Linked DNA regions of Zea mays: region 2 is linked to region 1. The links are chromatin contacts, called in public Hi-C maps. All regions are on one chromosome and are shown on one strand. Each heading gives the region's core, a stretch centred on a gene start, on an enhancer-like site or on the middle of the called end of the contact. The rest is flanking DNA. Distances are from core to core; before and after follow the strand shown. Region 1 holds the start of LOC100284324. Region 2 holds the start of LOC606473 (acetylcholinesterase 1).

The links. Hi-C and Micro-C count contacts between places; a contact is called where the count stands out from the background.
Region 2: a contact with region 1 is called in a Hi-C map of leaf, with 5 times the contacts expected there. The contact joins the promoter of LOC606473 here to the promoter of LOC100284324 in region 1. A contact is called at or near these places in 2 of 25 Hi-C or Micro-C datasets (ear and leaf).

Annotation. Positions count from the first base shown.
Region 1 is chr7:170,509,316-170,516,667 of Zm-B73-REFERENCE-NAM-5.0, forward strand. LOC100284324 reads left to right here and starts at 5,930. Exons shown (of 2, transcript NM_001370621.1): 1 at 5,930-7,305. The coding sequence starts at 5,998. It overlaps LOC100279976, which reads left to right. Exons shown (of 4, transcript NM_001152924.1): 4 at 1-9.
Region 2 is chr7:170,788,829-170,795,467 of Zm-B73-REFERENCE-NAM-5.0, forward strand. LOC606473 (acetylcholinesterase 1) reads right to left here and starts at 3,971. Exons shown (of 5, transcript NM_001112330.2): 1 at 3,548-3,971; 2 at 1,860-2,072; 3 at 1,595-1,764; 4 at 1,212-1,482; 5 at 642-1,109. The coding sequence starts at 3,815. The coding sequence ends at 841. It overlaps LOC109940924 (threonine--tRNA ligase, chloroplastic/mitochondrial 2), which reads left to right and starts at 4,385. Exons shown (of 8, transcript XM_020541306.2): 1 at 4,385-4,843; 2 at 5,017-5,163; 3 at 5,292-5,439; 4 at 5,536-5,789. The coding sequence starts at 4,544. LOC109940925 (a long non-coding RNA gene) reads right to left here. Exons shown (of 3, transcript XR_002263673.2): 3 at 5,837-6,639.

The sequences.
Region 1 (7,352 bases), core at 4,680-7,179:
TTTTATTCTCTTCAACCATTCCATTTGTATACTAGAGAGTTGCTTGGCTTACTATTCAAACTATTGGGGGTGCAAAGCCATATTGAGACCCAGTAATAAAGCCACCAAAAGTATATACATGTACTATCTCTCCTTTCGCACCATTTTGCGGAATTTTGTAGATCTTTTGCCTTGACTATGCATATTTGCACAGTATCTGTTTCCATGTTCTTTTGTGAAAGGTCAACGAGCTATATATAGCTGCTCCACTCCATAATAGCAGTTTGTAGATTGCCTCTACATATCTTTGCTTGGCCTGAAATGGCCTTCACAAAAGCTTATACAAAACTTAATTAACCCAAGTTCTTTGTCATCTTGTTCTTCTCAAGTCGCCTTCACATCCGAAGTGGGAAGGATAATATTAGCAGGGACACTTGTCAAATTTATACTCCTTCCATTTCAAAAATGTACTAGTAGGCAGTTTGGTCTAGCGTGGTCTCCATGGAGGTCACGCTTTTGACAGTTAATATTCTGTCCTAAACTTGCTAGAGATTAATTTAACTTGAGACAGAGTATAATATAGTGCATTCAAGCATTAAAAATTACCCACATAAAGATTTTTATGGGCAAGAGACGGTTTTGCATTAAATATTAGCCCATCTTCATTAACCATGCTGGTGATAGCGTTTGATTATATATGTCTTTTATATTCTCTCTTAATTTATTTTTAAATCTACAGTATACAGGATGGGGAGTATTTAATTGCTAACAGAAGTGACATTATAGTGCTTTAAAACATGAATCTAATTGTAGTAGTCAGATTTGTGCATTCGAGACAGATTACTAGTTTGTTCAGTATAACAAAGAATCACTCAAATTGGTAAAAGTGTATATAGTTTTTGTTTATTTTATGCATATGAACCGGTCAAATATTGTGAAACGAGGTAGTACAGGTAGGCAGTTAGCCTACCTGGAAAATCAAGAATTTTGAATCATGGAGAGCGCGAGCGCCTTGAAAAAAAGGGAAAGGAAGGCTGTTTTCGGAAAAAGAAACGGAGAGCACTGTTTCCGGCAAAACAAAAGTTCTTGATTAAGCAAGCATTTATATTCTAAAAGTTTATTGGCATAGAGTAAGCGGGTGTTTGGTTAGAGGGACTAAAGATTAGTCGCTAGTTTTTAGTCCCATTTAGTCCCTTTTTTGCCAAACACTAGGACTAAAATATGGACTAAAATTATTTAGTCTTTAGTCCTTTACATATGTGCTAAAAGGGACTAAACCATATTAATTCCACATTTACCCCTCATTTAGTTCAATTGTACTAATAGCAGGAGAATGTTAAAGTCCATTTTAGTCTTCTTATGAGTCATTTAGTATATTTTTACTATTTTTAGCTCCTAGAACCAAACATGTTAGGATTAAACTTTAGTCCCCTAACTAAAGTTTAGTCCCTAGACTAAAGAAACCAACCATGGCCTAAGTGGAGTTTCCTGATCTAGTGAACATACTGCAATCCCCTCTTGTTTGCAATGCAATAGTTGATAAAACGCCATTTTAGCCTTTAGGGCTTTACGGTTAGGGGGTTCAATCTTTCTCAATCTCCGTGCAAGCAACCGAACAAGATTGAATCCCTTTTTTACCGAACAAGCGCTAAAATCCATATCATCAATCATGTGTTCGCTCAAAGACATTGCAACGATGGCATATTAGCGTTATGCATTCCTGGTAGAAAAAAAGGAAAATTTTATTCCAGCCTTTGTAACACAAACGTTTATTATATATATATATATATATATATATATATATATATATATATAGTTTCAGTCTCTGTAATTAAGTTATTTGTTATTCTAGGTGATGATCACCCACACTAAAATGACATAATAATAAAAAATCACGTCCTTACGAAGGATGGTTAAGGAACATATCCAGCAGGTGGGTTTGAAGATTACTTGTAAGTATTTTTTTTGTCAAACACCACGTTATTTCTCGCCAATCAAACAGATTAGCAAATAGCAGTTGCTCTTATCCAAATTAGAGAACGCAATTTAGTACTATGTACTTGTTGAGCCCAAGATCCTAAAAATCTAATAAATCTTTCGGAGTCTGTAAAGCAAATGCAACCTGAACAACCTAAAAACATTTTGCAAGATGAGAATCGAAAAACATGTGTTGTATAGTTTCTTTGTTGTTAAGAAACAACAATAAGCATCGTCTTTTCATTTTCCCTTTGAACCATGTCATCCCTTTGTCCTCAAACAACAACTAGAAATTGTTTTTGTTATCTAAGGCTGTCGACCGGAGACCTCCCAACAACCCTACAACTACCTTGTTGATCCTAGTTGTTGCAATTTCTATAAAAAAATTGAAAACTCATATTTAGTAGACAAATTGGCCTATATCTATATTGTTGAATTCCGATTGCTTCTTGACATTTGGAGAGTAAAGTTATAATCCCAAAGTTAAGGCTAAAAATAAGTGATTTTCCATCGTTGAAATCATGGAACATATCAAAACAAAATGGATTTAATTACTCCCGAAACATATGATAGAACTTAGTTGGAAAACCATATAGATCTTGGTGCTTTGTTATTGTTGACGCTGATCTGGACGCCAATCACTGTGGTGTACCGCTTGACGGTACTATGTGGCGGCGCGTCACACCCGGTTTTGCAAGGTAAACCGAATGCGAACCATGTACGTGTTAGGTCACCCGATGGAGTATGGTCGTCTTCCTCATCACGGCGCCCAGATCCCGTCCCTCGGGGGAGAGACCTTAGAGCGCTCCGAATCAACAGGTCACCCGAAATCCCAACATGGCGTAGAGTCGCCTAGGGACGAGAAAGAATTCGGGTCGGTGATGAAGACCTAAATATATTCACCCTCCTAGCACATAACTAGGAAGGTAGGGACCTCGTCAGAGCAAGATCCTAGGGTCGTCTTGGGTGGACAGGCCACCGAAGACGGATCTAGACGATGTAGAGTCGAACAGAGGTAGAGGCGAAAACTACAACTAGACTATGTTACATCTACTCTTAGGGCAACAATGATAAATAAAGTAATTGATTTGATTGAAATGTGTTCGGTGGTTCTTAATCGACCGTACCCCTTCTATATATAGGAGGAGTTCTAGACCCGATTCTAGACGACAGCGAACAAATCTCACGTGATTAGATGGATAACACACACGAGATAAGGATAACCGTCCGAGTTAATCTAATAGCGTGGGCGCGGACCGTCCACCACTTTGGTGTTCACATTTATATTCCATCTAAAAAATTACTTCTTTAACCTATTTTTTAGTAAACATTATTGTTAAAAAATATTCTCTGCTTCACCCGTGGTATGTCATCAACTCTATTCTCCAACACAGTAAAGTTATTCTCTTCTAGTGGTCCAAACAAATTCTAGTAATAAGAGGTGATGTGCTCTTTTAGTTCACCACCATATTTAAAAAATTGTATTTGTTCCCTTCCAATTAGAAAATGCGTGCTTCCCCGTGCTTACCATTAGCAATAAGCTGAAAATATCTTTTGTTATCATCACCTTCTAATAGATGCTTAGTCTTTGAACACTAAAACCAAGATATATCTTCTCTCAACAAATGAGAGATAATGTCTTTGAGACAACAAAGGGTATCTTGTTCATTACCCAACAAACGGACGGTTGGGCTGGGATCATTTTGTTTACTGGAGACAATACCTGGGCGCTAACTCCAGGGCCGACTAGCCGAACGGGCCGGGCTATTTACAAGCCGGGAATGGAGACTTCTTGAATAGCCTTTTGCCAGGTAGATTATCCGGTAAGTACCTCCTCTCTGGCAAAATACCGTACCAATAAAAACTTGTTTAGAAGCAAAGCATTTCATCGAGTATACGAGAATATACTTCGCTTAAAGCGAAGGCTGGTTTTGGATCGTTCACGCAACAAATGATGGCGCTTTTGCTCACTACGCTCCATCCATGTCGATACAGCAGGTAAGGTACTGGGAGCTGATTTGCAGTGGCAGACAACGTAATGACGGCCGCGCCGATCCAACAGTGGGTTGACAAGCGTTACAGATGGGAGGAGGACGCATCAACGCCGACCGACTAATCCACTATAGCCAGTGGATTAATGCCAATCACGTAGCTTGAAATCGCACACTCTCACCACCGTCATCCTCGTATATGTTCGCAATGTAAAAACATCAATCGTGTGTGGTGACTGTGGTCGCCGTATACCTGACGTAAAAAAACAGCAGTCCACATTCGGGGGGTCGTCGACACTTGCACCACGCACTCATCGCTGCACCCTTGAGAACACGAGACACATCTAATGGTCATCGTGTCTTGACAGAGTAGTACAATAGTTACCATCGTGTCTTGTCGGTTAATGTGATATGATCCAATTTTGGGTTGGGTGATCTAATGGTCATGGTTTTTTTTTGGTAGACTTTCACTGGTACGACTATTTGGTCGATTGGAGCTATAAATACCCACCAATCAGCCAACACATGTGCTTTTTCCCCGTTTAATAGCTCCAGCGACCCACATATCGTGTGATAAGGAGCCATTGTCTAGTGAGAGATTTCATAATGAAACTTTGCTTAGTTAACAACCTCATTAACACATTAGAGAGTAATTATGGTGCACCCATTCAACTTATTGGTCTTGGCATGATCAAGCAAGAGTTTGTACTTATTACTATTGATGATCGCCATCACCTAAATGGTTCAGTGGCGATCGAAGTGCAACGATCACCTAAAGAGTTTGTGGATGGCTCAACTTGGGACTTATACATGGTTGTGAGCGATTCACTGTACTTATACCGGACTGACAAAAACTACATCATAAAGACCTTCTAGTCCTTACACGGACCAAGAGAAAGTGACACCCTTACGCGAGTGACAAGGATTAGTGAGAAGGAGTGTTGACTTTTCGAGACTTCACAAAACCATTAAGGTGCCTTCTAACTCTTTTATTACTTTACGTATTTAATATTGAGAAATTTACTCTAAGAATCACATTTTTAAATTGATATATTAATGTAGGGCTAGAAATTAGTGCTTAAAACTTTGATTATACATTAGCCACTTAGATGAAGCCCACTAACGAGTAACGATATGGCAATCTCATCTTCCGTTCCATTCTCCAGTATCCAGTCCCAGGGTTTTATTGGCGCACCTGATTACTTTACTTGGACGCGTGATGGACGTCAACGCCGACGCTACGTGAAACCCTTTTGCGAGCACGCGTGGGCATGAAAAAGGAGTGCAAAGCGTCCATCGCTCCTCCATCTCTCGCGTCAGGCGACGCCACGCCATGTTGTGTCCGCGAAAATCTGCCAAATACCGCGGCGCGCAGCTCTCTCTCTATTTCCTCGTGCAAGAAAAAAAGGAGTGCGGAATCTCCCCTGCCGTGCACACGGCCATCCGATCCAACCGTCGGTTTTGTTGTATCTTTCCCCCTACGACCCCACCAAAGTCCCGGCTCCGGAGCCACGCTGTGGCAGCCTGGCAGGATCGTCGGATTGCCCAGAAACGGAACAAGCAACCAAACGGAAAGCGATTCCTTGCTTGCTCCTCCGTTGCTCCCGTTACCGTCCGTCCGTCCTCACTCCTCACTCAGCCCTGCAGCAAAAGCAACCCGTGGTGGTGGTGGCGTGGTGCTCTCTCAGCCATCGTTCACTGCACCAATGGCAGCCCAACCCACTGACAGCTCCGCACACAGCTTTACCGACCCTACGTGCCATTGACTAGGCTCATCGAACTAGAGGTCCGCTAGCGTGCTAGCAGCCGGGATGGCAGCGCAGGCAGCCTGACACCTGTGAGGCCGTCCGCCACAGTCCACAGAGCAAAAGCGGCTACAAAGATCCACAGCGCACTCCCCCCAGGCCCGCCCTGGACTACACAGCAGAAGCATCGGCGGCGAGCGTATACGTATACACCACCACCAGTACAGCATCCATTCCAACTACCTTCCCCATCCCTACCCATCATCACCCTCACCAGTCACCACTCGCCACCCTCGCCCGCCCCCATGGTCTCGCTCGCTGGCTCCCAGATCCCCTCGCCTTCGCCGGGGCAGAGCCCCTGCGCGGCCGCGCGCCCGCAGCGCCGCCAGGGACACTCCATGCGCACCATCCGCTCCGCTCTGCTGCAGCCGGACTCCTCCCCTGGGTCCCCGTCCCCGCGCGATGGCGGCGCCGACGCGGGCGACTCGGACATTGAGAACCTCACCGACTCCGTCATCGACTTCCACCTCCGCGAGCTCGCCGCCACCGCGGGGCCCGCGCACCCGGCGGCCGTCGCCAAGTCCTCTTCCGCCATCAACGCCGCCGCCACGGAGCTGCTCGACCTGTCGCGGGACTTCTCCGACTACTCCAGCTTCAACTCCGACATCTCCGGCGAGCTCGAGCGCCTCGCTGCCGCGGCGGGGGCGGCGCCCAGATCCGACGCGCCGGACGCGGCCGCCGTGGATCTGAACGACCTCGAGTCCATGGATCTGTCGGCGGACGCGGCGCCGCTGGACCGCGTGGAGCCGTTCGTGCTGGCGTGCGTGCGGGCGCTGGGGCCCGACGCCGGGCCGGACGCGCGGCGCGCGGCCGCGGCCAGGATACGCCTGCTTGCGAAGCACCGCTCCGACATCCGCGAGCTGATCGGCGTGTCGGGCGCCATCCCGGCGCTCGTGCCGCTGCTGCGGAGCACCGACCCCGTGGCGCAGGAGAGCGCGGTCACCGCGCTGCTCAACCTCTCGCTCGAGGAGCGGAACCGGTCCGCCATCACGGCCGCCGGCGCCATCAAGCCGCTCGTCTACGCGCTGCGCACCGGCACGGCGCCGGCCAAGCAGAACGCCGCGTGCGCGCTGCTCAGCCTCTCGGGCATCGAGGAGAACCGCGCCACCATCGGGGCCTGCGGCGCCATCCCGCCGCTCGTCGCGCTGCTCTCCGCGGGCTCCACGCGCGGCAAGAAGGACGCGCTCACCACGCTCTACCGCCTCTGCTCCGCGCGCAGGAACAAGGAGCGCGCCGTCAGCGCCGGCGCCATCGTGCCGCTCGTGCACCTCATCGGCGAGCGCGGCAGCGGGACGTGCGAGAAGGCCATGGTGGTTCTGGGGAGCCTCGCGGGCATCGCCGAGGGCCGTGAAGCCGTGGTGGAGGCTGGCGGGATCCCCGCCCTGGTTGAGGCCATCGAGGACGGCCCTGCCAAGGAGAAGGAGTTCGCCGTGGTGGCGCTGCTGCAGATGTGCTCCGATTCCCCGCATAACCGTGCGCTTCTTGTACGCGAGGGCGCCATCCCACCGCTTGTCGCGCTATCGCAGTCTGGCTCTGCCCGTGCCAAGCACAAGGTACGCAGCACAAACCCCGCCTTTCTCTTCGTCAAATTTCGGTGCTA
Region 2 (6,639 bases), core at 2,721-5,220, 280 kb after region 1:
TTTTGTAGTAGCAAGAATACCCCCTGGTCAAGCTGCTAGTGCAACCCCTGAGCATTAAGGGTCTGTTTGGTTGGGTTGTGACTGTGAAAAAGGCTGATATGAGCTGTGACTCTGTGAGCTGTGGAAAAGCTGTTGTGGACTGTTAAAAAACTAAAAACCGTTTGGTCGAAACTACTAAAAGTCGTTAAAAGTTCTTCGATATATGTTTTCACAGTTCCAACCGAAAGCCACTAAAAGCAGGTCCAGAGGTGCTTCTAGTTTTGCACTGCGAGAAAGTTGAAAAAGTTATTTGCTGGATCCAGACCTTTAGTTTGGCTTTTGGCTTTTAGAGTGTAAAAGCTAAAGACAAAAGCCAAACCAAACATACTCTAAGGCTCTGTTCGGTTTTTAGGGATTGGAGCCTAGATTGATTCTTAGCTGGATTATTTCTCTAATTTATATAGATTTTGATGACCTGTGACGAATTTCGATTTATTTCTATACAAGCGAACGGGTCCTAAGAATACCAAGAAGCTTTCTACCCACCTCCCATTCTTGGCGATGCCTGTCTAAAATATTTCGTTTGCTCATTCTCTGTATCGGTACAAATTGGCGCCTGTGATGATCGATATTTCAATCCTTCACAACGTAAGCTATTGTTTCGTGGTCATCGATCCTCTATTGATGGAAATCATTGCTCTTGGATCTCTGATTTGCATGTCCCTTATTACAAAGTGAAGCCGTGCACCTCGTCCTCGAGCATGCTTGCTCCTTCGATTTACACTTGCAAAGTTACACAGCCAGAAACAGCTGCAGCTGCAGCTGCAGCGTGGCCATCGCGGCGAGCGACACGGGGCCGATTCATTGCCCTCTGCTATGGCACGCCTGCCTGAGCGCCACGGGCGGGTCCGAGAGCGCGCCGGCGACGATCTGGTCGAACACGAACTTGTTGGCAGCCTCGGTGAAGTGCACGCCGTCCCAGCTCACCCTCTTGGAGGGGTTTTCGCACGACTTCCCCACCACCACCGACGTCCCGTTCACCTGCTTCTTCCCGCCGCAGCCGACGCTCAGGTCTAAGTTGTACCGGCCGCCGCCGTACCCGCAGCATGTCAGCAGAGGGTCGTCGAAGCCTGCACCACAAACAATACAAACATGAGCTCCTTCCGCGCGAGGAAACGTTCAGAGCCAGCCAGCATTAGAATTTAGAAACAACACCAACATGAACGCCTTACCGAGCTTATTGGCCTGGCTGATGAGCTTGTACTTGGCGGTGTAGACGTCGACGTAGGTGAACGCGGCGTCAGGGTGCGTCTTCCGGAGGCTCGCCACAGTCTCCTTGAGCCTGAGGTTGAATAGCTGCGCGACCTTGTTGTAGGTGACGGAGCAGCCGGTGCCGTCCGCTGGGATGGCGAGGTCAGGGCGGTGCAGCAGCGCGTAGGGCAGGCAGCCGAGCGGCCCTGTGTTGTGTATCCAGAAGTACCTTCCTCCACGCGAGTACACGCTCTGCAAATTTGCATGTATTCAGCTAAATGAGCAGACCATCCATGGAACGTTGTGTGTGGTAACATCTTCCAAAGAGCAACAGCAACTTGATGCTTGCTCTGCCAAAGAGCACCTGGATTATAGATGTGAGCCTCTCCATCAGATCAGGGATTATGGCTTCGACTTCTTCGGTGGTATTGTTAACAAAGTAGCTTGAGGTGATGTCGTTTTGACCGATGTCGAAGGTGTAAAGTGCCTGGGAGAAGTACTCCGCCCTTGGTAGGATCTCCCTGTAGATACCGCCTACATGTAGAAGAGTAAGTGTTACTGAATAAAATCTTGACGGGATAAAACATAAAAATACTGATGGAGATGGTTTGGGGGGTTTCTGTTGTCACCTTTGTTGTTGTAGACGAGTTGGCTTCTGTTGATGAATTGTTCAAACTCCCAGAACTGCACGTCCAAGGAAATGGGGCTGAAACCAGAGAGGAACAGCGATGTATTCTGTCTTCTGATCGATGAACCAGCTGTTGCAAAGTTGGCTCCCTGTGTGAAGTTGCTTCCGATCGAGTTCAGGTACGCACTGAGGTGAGTCAGCCCCAGGCTTTCAGCTGCAGTTCGGGAAACGAAGAGATAAAGAGTAAATCAAGAAGCACCATTTGATCATTTGTCGCTGAAGAGTTACTGTCTTGGCGCTAGTCTATGGCAAAACAACTCGACACTTAATGATCAGTACATTCCAGTTGGCGAAGTCTAGGCCTCTAGGGACAGAAGCTTCTGTTACCAGTTGACATTCATTGCGAAATCTAAACTGCGAGGTGCATGAATTTGGCCAAACACAGTGAAGCCTTCCGAAAATTCAGTAGAAATATAGAACGAGGTAGTTCCATACAAGTTGAAGCCTTGTGCATTCAGTTTCTTACTGAATTCATGCATTTCGAACAGGACCTGCATGTGTTTTGTAGCACTTCCCACTGTCTGCTGTTCAGATTCTAGTGTTATATATACCCTTAAAGTTACCAAAGGACAGATTAAGAAAAAAATGTCAGTGTCACCCTTTATCCTTCAACTCTGGTGACAATCTATAAAGTGAAACATCCGTATTTGATAAAAAATATTCCTCCACTGCCACCCAAATCTGATTCCCTCCTCATGCCGCTTTGCCCCCACTATATTTTCATGTACCTACTACCACAATAGGCTAATGCTTCTTCCTGTCCTTCCCAATATCAGCATCCCCAAAAGGTTAAAGAGGAGTTCGTCTAAAATAAAAAGGGCTAAAGGAAGATCAACAGGGCATCTCCATTGCTCGTACTGTATCTCCCAACAGCATGGCAGTGGCCTATGATCGTATGCAAAGATACTTTGCCCGAATCACTGAACTTTTTGTCAGATTGCTTGGAATGAAACCAAGATCGTGCCAGAAAGGCAGGTCAAAATAATCACACGACACGCGTGCTCACGTGCTGGATTGAGACGGGGACGCGCATCATGGTTGCCCTGGGGACATGCCCGCACGCGCATGGGCCGGTCGAGGTCGAACGGAGCCCATGCTCGTCCGGCACGCGGCACATGGTCTGAGGCCGGTGTTTCAGGGGTCATGGTCTCGTGTCAGGGACTCGGGGTTGGCTTTGTCGTTTCAGAGATCCTGAGCAACCGTCTGCTTCTGCTTGCTCGGTTCGGCTCTCTGCTCGTCGCGTTCCAGCCGAGACGAAGTGAGAAACAGATGGTGATTGGTACTAACGAAAACTCTAAAAGCCGTACGTACTGGAGTCCTTGTTACAGGTTACTGCTCTATCTTTTTTTTTTTTTGCCCCAAACTTATCTTCGCCGCGGGACCAAAGGCAGAACGAGTTAACGCTGTGCATTCATTGGTCCCGGCAAGTGAAGGCGGTTTTGGGTGTGTCAATCGATGGGCCCGACGCGCAGTGCAATCATAGCCATGGCCATGGGAGGGCAGGTGAAAAGGTGAACAGTGAAAACCCCCGCGCAGACCGTGTCCATGGCGGCGGGTTCAGCGGCCGAGTGGTTCGGGGGCAGGCCGCAGGCGAGACGTACGAGTACGACTGTACGAGCGCGCACGTACCGATGAAGTCGATGACGAGGCGACCATCGCAGTAGCGGCCGGCGGGCATGCCGAAGAAGGTCCTGCCGTTGGGCGGCGGTGCGGCGCCGAAGAGCGATGACAGGCCGCCCGTGTCCGAGTTGGAGTCGCCGAAGTTGAACACGGCCGGGAAGTGGCAGTCGCCGCCCGCGCCGGCGTCGGAGGGCCGCAGCGCCAGCGCCAGCGCCAGCGAGAGCAGCAGCAGCACGGCTGCTCTACTCCCCGCCGTGGCAGTCGCGGCCGTGGCCATTTCCCTCTCCCTGCGTGGCTGCGTCGCGTCGCTTGTGGCGGCACGGTGGGGACTGGGGAGTGAGAGTGAGGCCGGGGCGCGGATGTCTGTCGCGGACTCGCGGTGCGCGGTGGCGGTGGACTGATGTAGTAGTGGGTCGTGGCCTCGTGGGTTCGGAGGCGGATGGGGACTGGTCAGTGGATAGATAGAGACATCAGATATGGGCCGGCACGCACGCGGCTCCGGTGCCGTGGCCCGTGGTCCGTGGCGTGGCGCGCGCGCGCGCGAGCTTGGTGGGAAGACACGGCGGTGACGTGACGGTGCGGCGCTCGCCTTTCTCGGAGAAGGGAGAACGGTGTGCCACCGCTAATTCCTGTAGCGTTTCCTGCTGTTTGTGGAGCACGCGCGGCACACACCTGGACGAGCATCCCAATCCCAGATAGAAAGAACACACGGTGGCGTGGCCCTGCTGAGCTCCGCATCTACAGTTAAACCATGATCTATCTAAACGTTCTGCAGACTTACTTGCACACGTTTGCCCCTAAATTCTGTTTGCACGCAACAGTTAATCCGTGTTTGTTTCAGCGTTCTCCGGCAGCGGGTCATCTTTCGGCCAAGTAACGAGCCGTTCCGTGGTTCAGCCGAACGATATCCGAAGTCCAGACGGGGTAACGTGCGGCGTGCCAAAGACGAGGGAACGGCGGAACGCCCGCCACACGCTCCCCGAGCTCGGCGTCGCCCGGGCCACAATGGCGGCCCCATCCGCTTCCGCCCCGTTGCTCCGCTCCCACCCCCACCACGGCTCGCTCTTCCCCTCGTCACCGCGCCACCGTCCCGCGGCCGCTTCTCTGTCTGGGTTCCCGCCCCTCAGACCCGCCTCAGCCCGCAGGCTCCCATACACTGCGGTGCGGTCCTCCTCCACCGCCTCACCCTCGGCACCAGTAGAAGATGCTCCCGCGGCCGCGGCTCCGACCGGGGACGCGGAGGAGGAGCGGGTGGTGCTCCCCACCAACGAGTCCTCCGAACGCCTTCTGCGCATCCGGCACACCGTACTGCCGCTCCCCTTCTCCCCCTATGTTACAGTGCTTGAACTGGCCTAATCGTATGCTTAATTTGGTCTCGGTTCTCACCAAAGTCCCGTCACTCTAATACCTGTACAGTTTAGTGTCTCGTCAAAACTATAGACACCTTAGTATACTGTCTTTCACAATTGTTGCTGTAGTGCGCCCATGTGATGGCCATGGCTGTCCAGAAGCTCTTCCCCAACTCCAAGGTGACAATAGGTCCCTGGATAGAGAATGGTTTCTACTACGACTTCGACATGGAGCCCTTGACGGATAAGGACCTCAAGAAAATTAAGAAGGAGATGGTGAGTCTGCATTCCTGCACTGAGCATGTGCGAATTGACCTGAACTGCAAAGTGGCTGTTTTAATATTCAGGGAAAAAAATAGTGGCGGTTTTGATTTGTCAATTTGGTAATTTCAATTGTTTGATAGGATCGGATCATCCGACAGAACCTCCCATTGGTGAGGGAGGAGGTGTCCCGAGAAGAGGCTCAGAAGAGGATTGAAGCACTCAATGAGCCTTACAAGCTGGAGATTTTGGAGAGCATTAAGGAAGAACCAATCACCATATACCACATTGGTTAGCCTTGTAAATCGGTGACTTGGATATCTCAAAACAAGAGAGATTGGTTTGTTTATGCTAGCGTGTATTGATGATATCCTGCGTGTCATGTAGGAGAAGAGTGGTGGGATCTCTGTGCCGGGCCTCATGTGGAGTCTACTGGAAAAATAGACAGAAAGGCTGTTGAACTTGAGTCCGTTGCTGGTGCTTACTGGAGAGGTGATGAGAAAAACCAAATGCTACAAAGAATATATGGAACTGCTTGGGAAAATGAAGATCAGTTGAAGGCTTACATCCACTTTAAGGAGGAAGCCAAGCGACGAGATCATCGGCGATTGGGCCAGGAACTTGATTTGTTCTCTATACAGGTGCGTCTTACATCTTGGTTTCTGAGAAAGCATGCATAATTATAGACTAGTTATGTACCCGTGCGTTGCTACGGTATCAACATGTTATAATAAAACACATTGAAATGCAGAAGCAATAATTGTCGTTCTATGCATTTGTTAGCATCTTTTAAAGATAAAGGAGGTTTACATACATAAAAAATGTATAGATATGTGTCTATGCTTTGACATAGAAATTAAAAACATCATAAAACATTAATACAAAAAGATGATAGATACATAAACATACTCCTAGTGACTCATGAGGTTTTCATGATAGATCTACATAGTAGTACCCCTTAAACTGGACCTTATAAACAATAGTCTTGTATAAAAATATACAATTTTGAATAAGAATTATTCATACAAACATAAGCCAACCAGAACGTCTTTCGGCTACATATATATAATAAGGTTATATCATAACCTGGTCAATACCCAAAGAATAAAGCCTGATTTATTCGGCTACACATGATAAGCATCAACACAATAAATATATAAAATCTGCAGTCCCTGGTTGATATAATAACGACAGTGCTTGGAGAATGTTCAGAATCTTGAACACCAGATGAACAATGTAAGCATTTCATCTTGTAAGTTTTGCTTAAGATTTCGTATCCAAATCTGAGCACTTTGTGAGAGTGTGCTGTGAAGAAATAGGGCATTAACACAATTCCTGTTTATTGCAACCAAAATTCACTGGTAACTAACACTAATCTAGAAGCCGAGTTCAAGTACAACAATGTAGGGGCAAGATAAGTCCATGCAGTTGGAGCATGGGTAGGTAAGTCCGTAATTTTCATGGTAAAATTCCTTCGACTACAGCTAACAG